Linked DNA regions of Gossypium arboreum: regions 2, 3 and 4 are each linked to region 1. A link is a contact called in public Hi-C data. All regions are on one chromosome and are shown on one strand. Each heading gives the region's core, a stretch centred on a gene start, on an enhancer-like site or on the middle of the called end of the contact. The rest is flanking DNA. Distances are from core to core; before and after follow the strand shown.

Region 1 (3,140 bases), core at 212-2,711:
AATAAAGAGAGGGTTGCTTATTTTGTCACCTTAAAGAGCAATACAATAGTATGCCTCTAAGCAATAAAACAAATAAACATGCTTGAAATGGGCTACATGGAAATGGAATCTGTTACAACCAAAAGAAAAAAAGGCACTGTTGCAGCATACCTTGCCCATCGCTGGGGCCATTAAATTCATCTGGACTTTCATGCAATTTTGTAGGATCCCCTCCTCTAGCAACTCGCTCTCTTAAGTCTCTAATACAGTTCTGACAAGATATATGCAACAAAAGAATTATGCTTATGTATACCCAGAATTTACTCAGCTGTCCATATCATGAAGATGCTAAAGCAAATTCACTGGCACGTAAAGGGATTTAAATTTACTGTCATCAAAGCTGCCTGTATTTTAGGGAAACAAAGAACATCTATGGAGTCCAGATCAACACGAACAATCTCAAACAAAGCTAAATAGCTAATACAATACGTGAAATTCAATGGTTAAACATTAAAGCTCGTCTCGTTATGTACATTTAAATTTTAGAGTCTCAAAAGATAATATCAGAATAACCCAAAGCTACGAGTAAGAGGTAGTCAATCGCGTAATGTCTTGCAGGCTACTCCCCTGAAACAAAAACTACTTTACCCTAAATTCAGTAAAAAGTCATTGAACACTGCAAATTAAGGGTTGAATGAGTTACCTTAACACGTTTGGAAGAAGCAACTTTATCCACTTTATGTACAAACTGATCAAAGGAGTAATAAGGGAGCAAATACTTGTGCCACTCTCTGTACAACCCAATTAAGTTTCTCAAATCACTGGCCTAAAAGCAAAAAACTTTAAAGCTTAATTAAATCACCCAAAAAAAGGTAAAAGAAGAACAATCATATGAAGTTAAGAGAAAGAAGATAAATCTAGTAATCTACCTCGTGACTGCGACCGCGGTCCCTAAAAGCCCGAGGGAAGTGGCGAAGGATGTAACCGATACCATCATCGGAGAGGAGAAGTTCAGGTGTGAGCTTGGGTCGGGTTCTGCTTTTGGATACTTTCTTGGGCTTTTCGGGTCTAGGGAGCTGATTGGGAGTATAGCTGAGGGCGGCGGAGGCGGCAGAGGAAGCGTTGAGATTGGGTTGATCGGGGCAGTCACGAGCCCAGTGACCGGGTCTTCCGCACTTGTAGCAGCCTTTTCCGACGGGATTTGGGATACCGGATCCGGGTTTTCCGGGATTGGGATGATCGGATTTGAGGGCCTCGGGGCAGTCATGGGACCAGTGGCCTGTCTTTCCGCATTTGTAGCAACCCGTCGGCGCTGATTTTGGATTCTCCATTTCGCACTTCTCTCAGGTGTTTAGGTTCTTCTCTTACAACGTTTACTATTTATTTGCTTCTTTTGTATATGGCGGAAGATATTGGAGGGAAAAAATATTAGCATTTTTTATTTCGGCCCAAATCCACCAGTTTCTAATAAACTTATCTTTAAATTCGGTCCTTTTTTTTTTCTAATATCTAAGAGATAAGTTAGTAAGAAAAAGGTTTTCCCTCCAATATCTCCCGCCACATACAAAAAGAGCAAATAAATAGTGATCGCCCATTTTTCTCTGTTTGTCTCAAGATTTCGTCGAAACTTGTGGGTTTCTGTCGAAATTTCTTGTTTGATCTATGGTTCTTGAAGCCGAAGTGCGAGAAAAGGTCCTTCTCGGCGCTGTCTCGATTCAACTCTTGTTCGCTGGTTTTTCTCCGTTTTATCTCGGGATTTTGTCGGAGCGTTTGGGTTCCCTCCGGAAATTCTTTTTTCTGTGTTTGCTCGCTGCTAGTTGCTTCCTTTCAACTGGGGTTTTCAGGCTGCTGGTGTTTCTTTCTTTTCATTGCTGGTGGGGTTCTGAGAGTTGGGTCTCACTGGATTCTTCGATTGGCTCGGTTTGGGAGCTTTTTTGGTTGTTTCTGTTGTGAGGGGTCTTCTCTTCAGTGAGCTCCTTTTTCAGCTTTTCTGTCAGGTTCAAGTCTTCCCTTGGATCCACTTTTATTGTTGCTCTTTCTTTTTCTATGATTTGATTTTGGTTTGGTTATTTCACTTCTTCATTGAAAGATGACTCAGGGTTGATGGATTGTTGCTTTATGATTGGTTTTCTTTGCATTATTGTTTGCTTATTATGAATATTGTGGCTTGGAACTGTAGAGGTTTAGGCCAACAACACTCTGTTAGGGCTTTAAGGGATGTTTATCAAAAACATAATCCCGACATTATATTTCTTAGTGAGACTAAACAGAGGGGCTCAAAACTGGAAAAACTCAGGAACAGATTGGGCTATGTTTACTCAAAGTATGTTGATCCAACGGGGACTGCAGGAGGTCTCTCTTTGTGGTGGCGATAAAATGTGAATCTGCATGTCAATGTAGCTACTAAGAATTTCTTTGATACAACTGTTCAAACGGAAAAAGGTTCCTTTGTGTACGGACATCCCTATGTTAAGGGTAAATTGGAAGTTTGGGAAGCTATTAAAAAGCTTAATCACTGGTGCAATAAAGCATGGTGCTGTATAGGAGATTTTAACGACGTACGTTTTAACTATGAAAAGCAAGGAGGTAATCCGATTGATGTGTCAAGAGCTTGGGAGTTTAATAAATTTATCTCTGGATGTAATTTGTTTGATCTACCGGTTCAGGGAGGGGAGTTTACTTGGGCCAACAATAGGGACAATAAAGGATTCGTCAGAGAAAATCGACAGAATCCTATGTAATGCTCGATGGTGTAATTGGTTCCCGAACTGTTTAGCATCTTCTGACATTGCTATTGGGTCTGATCATAAGCCTCTCTTTCTTTGCCTTGAGAAGAGGGATAAACAAAATTGGAAGTCCTTTAAATTTATGTCGAAGTGGCTTGTCAATGATGAGCGTAAAGATGCTGTCATGGAGGGATGGTCCTTTAACGGTAGTGGGGAGTTCGGGGTTAATTCTCATATAAAATGGAGGAAACTAGGAGAGCTATCCCAATGGAACAACATGACGAGGAGAAATGTTAGAAAGTGAAGCTGAAGGATTGTCGAGGAAAATAAGCTTATTCGAAATGGGGTTTTAACCCAAATGAAGATGGAAGAACTGAAGATTTCTATCTTGATCAACGAAGCTAATAGGGAAAGATTCAAACTGGGAAGGGGACT
Region 2 (3,140 bases), core at 419-2,918, 510 kb after region 1:
GTTGTTAGCATTGTTTTAAGCAATGGTTTGTTGTTAGCAGTGACCTTTTAGCGCTATCTTTGGGTATGTTACTTGCTGAGATTATTTATATGAAATGAACACTATGAGTAATTAGTATATTAAAATTTATACAAACGAAGATTATGGTACAACATAATACAAATATACAAATTGCCAAAATTAGAAATTCAGCAAATGAAATACTTTTAGGGGGGGGCATAGATACAGTTAAAGAGTAAATGATTCTACGAATAATCTAAAAACTTGCATTCCTTAGTTCCAACAATCTATACCACCTTTTGTCGATGGAAGCTGCATTTCTTTTACCAATATCTGGCCCCAACAAAATTTGTTTAGTAAGTTATCATTTGAAAAGGCTTTTGTAACACAACAAAAACTACTTACAACGCAGGGTGGGTTCAGATTTCCGGCATGATTCTGAGCAAATGTCCTGCAACACGAAAATGTGAAAAAGGATAAATACATATATTTTCTCGAATGCAAAATCGACACTCGTCCTTAGATTCCATTTCAATATTCATTTACCTTGGTGGAGGTGGTTAACCGGATTGTATCCTGTATCAGTGAATCCAAGTTGGCTTCATATCCTGGTTTCACATAGATAACCTGCACAATCACATGTAATTGATATGATAAGTTCTTAATGTAAGAGTTAGTCATAATGATGGGGCCGCCTATGGAACAGAGAGATTAGAGTTTGGAGACTTAATGAAGGATCATCTCCACCAATTTCGGGCAGTTGATTAGATGCACCATGGTCTTTGTTGGAGGCCAGAACCCAAACGTTGAAGTTGGTATCAATCTGATGAAAGTTCCATTCCAGGTTAGAAATGGTAAAGTGGTAAGGATGGCATGTGTGAAAGGTGATATGTAGCAATTTCGAGACCCTGGTATCTAAAATACCTGTCTGCAATATGGAGAAGAACAGATGCTACATTTTCTGGTAAAAGACGTAATTATCCTTCCATCCACCGAAAGACCGAAGCTGGCATGCTGCAGTCAATGTTGTTCATTTAAACATTGAAGTAAAGCAAGTACTTGTGAACTTAAACTTTTAAAGCAATTGGTCTCCAGTTCTAACATGATTTGAAAAAGGGTTTGTGGGCTATTTGACCTTTTGGATACAAAGATTGATAGAAACCTGAGCATCCCTTTGTTCATCATCTTCAACCAAGTCATCCAAGTTAAGTTGCTTGAGAGACAAAAGGTAATCACAGTTCCATGTTCCATGCCATCTCCCATCTGCGGTTGAAATCGTGACCAGACGGCGTCGATTATTCCGACAGTCTTGCTTGTTAACACTCTGCAGAAGCAGCCATTAAAGGGTAACATTACGCAGTGAAATCTGAATAAAATGAGGAAAAGAGAAGGGGGGTTGAATGACGGGTGTACCAGGGATGAGTAATCATTCCTTTTCGAGGAACTTGCTTTAAATCTAATATTACTGAGATGGTGGGCTTGAAGTTTCTGGGAATTCAGCTTAGCTGGAAATGAGCTTGGAATTTGGCTGATGTTTGTTGCCGGCGATGATATTAAACTGTTGGCATCTGCCATTATTGTTCTTGTAATCTTAATGCCAAGAATGGTTGGATATAATGTTAGCAATATACCACAGCTATCTATTCTCACTTGGCAAATAGATAAGGATTTTCTGGGTATGTTACTGTCCCTACATATAGATATTTTTCTTTTCTTTACATTTTTTCCCTTTTAAATTTGATTTGATAATTCCTAGCTTCAAATAAATCAATCTAGCTTATAAAGATGATGGTATAAAATTGTGATTGCGATTTCAGTTCATTTATATCTCTTTTAAGATAATAATAAATCAATTTTTACATCTAATTTTTAGCTTTGTTTTTTAAAAAATATTCAAATCCAACTCAAAAAACTAAAAATCCAACTGAAAAAACTAAAAATTAAAAAGAAAAATTTAATTTATCATCCTATTATTAAAATGAATATGAATGATATGAAATCAGAATTTCATATATATGTCCTTTTCCCAAAAACTAAATCAAAACATGTACTTCCTTATTTTGAAATAAAATATATTTTTGAACAAAATAATATTCTTTAAATCTAAATTAAATTATGAAAGATCAACTCACTTCAACATACTTAAACTCATATCAAACCAGTTAAAACTTGATCAACTTAATTTTTAAAGACTTAAATACTCAATTCTTTGAATTTTACAATTTTTTAATTTAATATTGTTTTTTTCCTTTTGTACCCAAAAATTTTTCCAGCTTCGTATTAATCTTTTCCTTTTACTATTTTTGGCTTCTTTTTTACATGGGAAAATGATTAAATGATGTGGAAATTAAAATTATTTTTCATTTTAATTTGTGAGTGAATTAAAATGAAATATTTTAAAATCTATTTCTTTTAAACTAAAAACATGAATTAATTTTTTTTTCACTCACATTTTTTCATTCCTCTCTCCAAAAACTCAGATGCATGCTCTTATTCCTCATCGATTGCGGAAACCTAGACAGTAAAAAATCAAATTTTTGGCTTAATGCACACTTTAGTCCTTGAAGTATATCACTTCTCCCATTTTGGTCTTTAAAGTTTTTTTAATCCACTTCAGTCCCTCATATTATCAGAAGTTCCCAGTTTAGTCCCTAATAGTGTCAAACATTCCCAATTCAGTCATTTGAGCATTAAAAATCAATCAGCCAATCATATACTACCACATGTCATATAATGATATTATTATGACATCATCATTCGAGAAAACCTTAAAAATCTATAAAAATTGTAAAAATTATTAAAAATAGATAAATTTAGAAAATTATAAAAACTATCTTTAAAAAATAATAAAATTTAAAATATATATTAGAAATTTTAATATTTTCAAAATTTTATAAAAATAATAATTGTAGATCTTTTAGGTGATAAATTTGGATAAGCTTTTTTAAATTATTTAAATAATGAAAACTAATATTATTTCAATTAAATACTAATTTAAATAAAAATAAAATTACTGTTAATTATTTAAATAATTTAAAAAAACTTATCGAAAATGTATCACCTAAAATTTTAAAAATTAAAATTTCTAATTTTAAAAATGTATATTATTTAATTATTTATATATTTATATTGTTTTTGTA
Region 3 (3,140 bases), core at 405-2,904, 370 kb after region 1:
TAAATTGAATTACTATTAATCAAATTATCCAAAATGTAAAAATTTTTAACCACTAATTGAATCGAAAATTTTTCAAATATAATAACTTAACCGGTATATTTCAGTTAATCAAATTATCGAAATTTATATATTTTTGTCTTTTAATTAAAATAAGTATAAAATATATAAAAAATATGTTGCTAATATTCATTTTTTAATAGTTCAATATATTATTTATTTTGATTATTTGATTAATTTAATTAATTATCTGATTTTAAAGCAAATTAATCTTATAACTGAAATTTAAAAAATTATCAATCAATTTTCAATCAAATTAAATACAATCACTATCTAATTAATTTAATTAAATCAATTCTATCAATTAATTTAATTTTAACCAACAACACCTCAACTGCACATAGACGCCACTATTAAACAATTAACTCACGCCTGCGACTTGGACCTTTTGCCAAATCAAACTCCACTATCAATTTCTAAAAGGAAACCGCAGGCAGGCTCCAACAATCAAAATCAAACTCGAAAATAAACAAAGCTTTATTTTTAATGTAACTTTTAGTTAATGAAAATTAAAATTTTTTATTTTTATTTGTTTTATTTATGTATTTTTAAATATTTTAATTTTGAAACTTTTATGTATTTTTAATTAAAATTTTATGATTTTTTAAAATTAGGATTGAATTGATATAATGTGTAAATATTGTGGATTAATTTTATTAAATTTTTAGAATTAGGAACAAATTGATAGAAAATATTAAAAGCTAACTTTGTTATTATGTCTAGCCACATTAATATTCCATGTGTTGGCCAAAAATATTTTAAAGGTGGAGAGATTAAAATTACAATTAATCTAACTAAAGTGACTAAATTAACAACAACGAAATTGTGACCAAAACAAGAATGCATTAAAACTTGGGAAATTATCTAAATAGTCTAATCTTTAATTTTTATATAAATTTTAATAGTTATATTTTAAGCTAACTATACAATTGTTCCCAAATTATATCACATTTCTCATTAGGCACCTAAAATTTTATTGGAGGTAAAAATAATACATAAAATATAAATTCCATCTTATTTTACCATAAAAGTGTACAACATCTAATAAAAATATATTATGTGTTACATTTTATTAAATAATATTATGTTTTAGAGTAAAATAAGATGAAGTTGATAGTTTAAATGTAATTTATGAGGAAAAGACCTACAATTGAATAACTTAACAATTTTTCATTTAAGCATATTTTTTACATGGAAATTTTCTCATCCTATATATTGTTTTCTTGGGAGGCATTTAGGCTATTTCCCTAATAAATGTCATTAGTGATTACCAAACTTTGCTGCCCTTTAATTAGGCTGCTTTAGGTTTAATTTTGTTCTTATCCTAATTTGTCAGAGTATAAGGAAATTTTTCAATAATATTTTTTTGTATTGTACAAGTAAAATATTAATATTCACACATATAATGGGGATATATCCACATTAAACATCAAAGAGAATTCATTATTTCCTTTAGTTTTTTTTTATTTAAATTTTGAATCATAAAAATATAGCTGATTAATTTAGAAATTCAAAAAGTCAGACTAAATTGTAATAAAAAAATAAGTAGTCAAAAGTTAAGAAAAGTTTTTTTTTTTTTATAAAATCCAAAGGACATCTGTGAGCTGACCGGCCATCGCCAGTGATACCAACAGTTTACCGGTTAACGCATCGGATAGTTGTGTGCTTTCCATATGCCAACGGCTTTAATGGCGCAAAGCAACCTCTAAAGTCTAAATAAATAAAAAGATCCCCCAATATGAGAATAGAGAAGCAAAACCAAAGGCAAAGCACCTCTCAATTTCACTCATTTGACAATTGAAATCTGTGGTATGGCCAAATCCGTGTTGAAGTCAAAGCCACCATTTTGCTCTTCCTTTCCCTTTCCCTTTCCCTTTCCCTTTCCCTTTCCCTTCATCTCATCTCTTCTGTTTTGAGCTTTCACCCTCTCTCGACCCCCAAATCTCACAACCCACATCGGAAAAATTCTTCTTTGGTTAAAGGGGTTTGCTTGTTTCTCGTCCTCAGCATACAAAGCTGCTCTCTTATTGTTGATATGGGGGCTCAAGGCTGCTGGGCTATGGTTATTATTCTTGGGTTGTTGTTGCAACCTCAGTTTCTCAGCTCTCAAAACCTGACATGCAATCAAAAGGACTGGACTGCTCTCCGGTATTTCATGGGCAATTTGACAAAAACACTTGAAGGTTGGACGACAAATTCCTCTGCTGATTGTTGTGACTGGGAAGGCATAACCTGTGATCCTCCATCTGCTGGTAGAGTAATCAAGTTGGAACTGCCCAATAAAAGGTTATCAGGCAAATTATCTGATTCTTTGTATGGTTTGGATCAGCTTAAAACTCTCAATCTTTCCCACAATTTCCTTAAAGATTCATTGCCACTTTCTTTGTTTCATATGCCGAATTTAGAGCAACTTGACTTGAGCTATAATGACTTCTCTGGACTAATCCCAGAAAGCATCAATCTGCCTTCAATTCGAAGTCTTAACATCTCTGCCAATTCCTTGAAGGGTTCCCTTCCTTCCCATATATGTGTTAACTCCACTGGAATTGGGTTCCTTAGTTTGGCAGTGAACTATTTCTCTGGTAATATTTCACCAGGGCTTGGAAAATGTTCTTCCTTGGAGGAACTGTATCTTGGCACAAATCAACTCACTGGTGTGGTGACTGAAGACATCTTTGAGCTTCGAAATTTGAGACGTCTGGGGCTTCAAGATAACAACTTGGGTGGGAAACTTAGTCCTGGTATTGCTAATCTCTCTAATCTTGTTCGTTTAGATATTTCTTCAAATAATTTTTCTGGAGAGATCCCGGATGTGTTTAGTGAGCTAAAGAGATTTCAGTATCTTATAGCAAATTCAAATAACTTTAGTGGTGGAATTCCCAGTTCACTGTCCAATTCTCCAACCGTTAGTTTGCTGAATTTGAGGAATAATTCATTGGAGGGTTCTATATATCTTAATTGCTCTGCTATGGTTACTTTGAATTCTCTGGATTTGGCTACCAATAAGTTCACTGGGCCTGTGCCTGATAATCTTCCCTTATGCAGACAATTGCAAGATGTCAACCTTGCCCGCAATAATTTCA
Region 4 (3,140 bases), core at 319-2,818, 350 kb before region 1:
CTCCTAACGATCTTTTTCCTTTTTCTTAAATGCATTAGACTAAATAAGATGAAAATAAGGGCTTTTAAACGTAAACCAAACAGGGAAAAAACAATTGCCAATTGATAGCATTTGTTCTGCAAAGAGGCAAAATGCACATTTAGTTTATGGCCTTCTGCCATTGACTGTAAACAGGAATTTGCTTGAGAAAGTAATCAACAGTCAGAAACGCATATGCGCACGGAGTTAAATGCACATCTGTTATATGTTTCATCTCCAGTAATTGACAAAGCTTGCAAGTTGCAACACGAGAACCAAAACTTTAAACCTAATCAAAATTGTTAACAATAACTAGTAAGACGGGTTTTGTAGTTAAAAGAGGTCTAAATAAGACGACACCTTGGAAACCTCCTATAGATAAACTATAAGGATCATCCTTCGCACCACCAAATGCTTCTAAAGAATCAGCAAAGCTATTGTCTCCATTATATGCCTCTCCAAGGGCTGCCCTGCAAAAGGAATAGAGATGGAGCAAAATAAATAAACATGTATATATGGAGAAAAAGAGAGGGAGAGAGAGATTCAGAGTGAGATGTATCTTCAATAATTCTTTTTGTATTTTACAACTCAAGTCACTAAAGAGAGCACTTGTTCTCTTCCTTCTTTTATTGGGTCTTGGGAAATTAACTTAATCATATCCTATTCATTATTGCAGTGGAATTATGTCATAGCAGGGGAGAGAGGACAAATTCAAAGTCATATGACAGATGTTCGGGGAACAAGGCAAAAGAATTGAATCCAGCATTTACGCTATGAGTAAAAAGAATTAGCGAATTTAGAAATAGAAAGATACATACATAAACCTTTTGCTTCCTTTATACAGTATTTGACAGCGATTTTTCAAATCATCAGCCATGTGCTCCAAAGACCATATCTGTTCCATCAACGAAAAAGATTAGAATCAGTTTTTCGTCAATTAAGGAAAAATAGTTATAACCGAAAAGAAATATAAAAATAAGCCATTACTTTAACCAATACCAATTATTTTTGGAAATAAGATTCAAGCGAATTTTGATTCTTCACTGTTCGGTAAAAAAGAAAAGAAAATAGAAAATTTTATATTCAAATGAAACGGTAACCATTGTTCACAATTCGATTCAAAAAGGGAAAAAAAAAAACTTTTCAGTTATTCATTGGCTAAGCAATCAAACGAAATTATAAAAAAATAAAACCTTAATTCTGAAAACACAAATGTAGAATAGGCAAAATGTGGAGAACTTCGGAGTTACCTGCTTTTGAAACATAGGTGAATCTTCAAGCTTGAGAAAGGCCGACATTGCTAATTTGCTTTTTTTTTTCTTCTTCTTTATCTTTCAAAATTCAATCTCAAAAGATCGCAGGGTCTGTGTCTCGGATCCAAAATGAAAGTAATAGAGACCGTGCCAGATGAAGCTGATTTATTTGTTTATTTAAAGAAAGATCTATTATTGGAAGCGCGCCACGAACTGAAAATCTACGCCAACTAACTAGGTTCGCGGGCGAGCCAGGGGCTTATATGGGCTCAGTGAGTTTGAGCCTTTAAAAAAAGGTAAATACAAAATGAGCCTATATTTGATTGAGTCTACGGCCCGTTGAATTACGAAGACCGTTGGAAACAGGGTGGTGTGTTATTAAGCAGTGCTTAATTAAATGTTAACTCCTGCTATTTGTCAAAGTTGTATATTTAATTTTTGTACTTTAATTTGATATTTTAGTTCATGTACTTTTTAGATTTTAAAATTTCAGTCCTCATCAAATGATAGTAATTATATTCATTAAGTTTTGTTATTTTCAAATTTTAATGGGGTAAACATATTACTCACTAAAAATTTAGTTAATGGATTAACAATAGTCATTTAACATCAAGACTGAAATTTTAACATTTGAAAAATATAGGATCTTAGAATGATTCAATTGGAGAATATAAACTAAATCTACAATTGTACATATATTACAAGACCGGTAATTGAATTTAACCAAGCAAATTTAACTACTTTTGTTTGGGATTGGACTAAATTTTTAAAATTCAAAAAGTATAAGGACTAAAATTGACAAATTTGAAAATTTTAAGGACTAAAATTAACCAAATTAAAGTATAATAATTAAATCCACAATTTCACAAAGTATAGATACTAATAGCATAACTTAATATTAGTTAAACATTTCACCCAAAAAAAAAAGCTAAAAAAATTTAAATATTTAAACACAATTAGAGGTGAGCATGGGCCGGGCCGGGTTTGACTAAAAATTTAGACCCGTTTTCTAAGCCCGGGACTAGCCCGGCCCAAAAAAAGAGTCTAAAATTTTTTCCAAACCCGACCCGGATAAAAATGTTAAAACCAGGCCCTACTACCCGCCTATATTAATTTTTATATTATTTTTATATAATTTTAAAATATATATAATACATCAAAAATACTAAAAATATCAAAATAAATATCTTCCAACAAATTGAAAATAAATTTTAAAAAATATGTATACTTAAAAATACTAAGATAGATGCAACTTAATAAGCAAATGTCTCTAAAATAATAACAAAATTAACAAATGTCTTTAAAATAATAACAAAATTAATAATAAAATAAGTTTTATATAATATCCAAACAATAACAACAAAATAATAGCAACATAATAGTAAAATGGTAGTAAAATAAGAAGAAAATAACAAGAAAATAATATTAAAAAATGTAACACCCTCTAATTCTAAACCGTTACCAGAACAGGGTTACGGAGCATTACCAAACCTTTCAGACATATTACGAACCTTACAAAAATAAATAACATACATATTGTAAAACATTCATAATGTCCCTTTTATGGACCTTCGAGGCCCAAAATACATGTTAGAAGTGAATCAGGACTAATCCAAGTGCTCGAGAAAATTTTCATGAAATCCTAAATTTTTTTTATAACAAATACAGAGCTCACACCGTATAGACTAGACCGTGTGGGCTTAATATAACCCCTTTATAATCATCTAACCAACCCTGCAAACTTAAAACATACCCAACTCAAACTAATATCACAACCATTACAATTTTATATACAATTACTGTAATTGCCTAAATTCAAGGTTATCGGAATAGTAGTTTCGTAACCACAAATCCGATTTCAAGAGAAAT

The links. Hi-C and Micro-C count contacts between places; a contact is called where the count stands out from the background.
Region 2: a Hi-C map of leaf shows a contact between it and region 1, with 5 times the contacts expected there. The contact joins the promoter of LOC108475549 here to the promoter of LOC108476068 in region 1. A contact is called at or near these places in 2 of 5 Hi-C or Micro-C datasets (both in leaf).
Region 3: a Hi-C map of leaf shows a contact between it and region 1, with 5 times the contacts expected there. The contact joins the promoter of LOC108474668 here to the promoter of LOC108476068 in region 1. A contact is called at or near these places in 3 of 5 Hi-C or Micro-C datasets (all in leaf).
Region 4: a contact with region 1 is called in a Hi-C map of leaf, with 1.9 times the contacts expected there. The contact joins the promoter of LOC108475914 here to the promoter of LOC108476068 in region 1. A contact is called at or near these places in 2 of 5 Hi-C or Micro-C datasets (both in leaf).

Annotation. Positions count from the first base shown.
Region 1 is chr3:39,380,187-39,383,326 of ASM2569848v2, forward strand. It overlaps LOC108476068, which reads right to left and starts at 1,462. Exons shown (of 5, transcript XM_017778137.2): 1 at 909-1,462; 2 at 683-805; 3 at 151-250. The coding sequence starts at 1,310.
Region 2 is chr3:39,891,415-39,894,554 of ASM2569848v2, forward strand. It overlaps LOC108475549 (large ribosomal RNA subunit accumulation protein YCED homolog 2, chloroplastic), which reads right to left and starts at 1,669. Exons shown (of 7, transcript XM_017777525.2): 1 at 1,414-1,669; 2 at 1,136-1,324; 3 at 925-1,014; 4 at 731-823; 5 at 547-627; 6 at 406-451; 7 at 82-333. The coding sequence starts at 1,575. The coding sequence ends at 257. LOC108475236 (delta(24)-sterol reductase) reads left to right here. Exons shown (of 8, transcript XM_053025665.1): 8 at 1-333.
Region 3 is chr3:39,752,310-39,755,449 of ASM2569848v2, forward strand. LOC108474668 (phytosulfokine receptor 1) reads left to right here and starts at 1,655. Exons shown (of 1, transcript XM_017776661.2): 1 at 1,655-3,140. The coding sequence starts at 2,093.
Region 4 is chr3:39,034,918-39,038,057 of ASM2569848v2, forward strand. LOC108475914 (ADP-ribosylation factor GTPase-activating protein AGD4-like) reads right to left here and starts at 1,569. Exons shown (of 16, transcript XM_017777896.2): 1 at 1,269-1,569; 2 at 837-913; 3 at 379-488. The coding sequence starts at 1,316.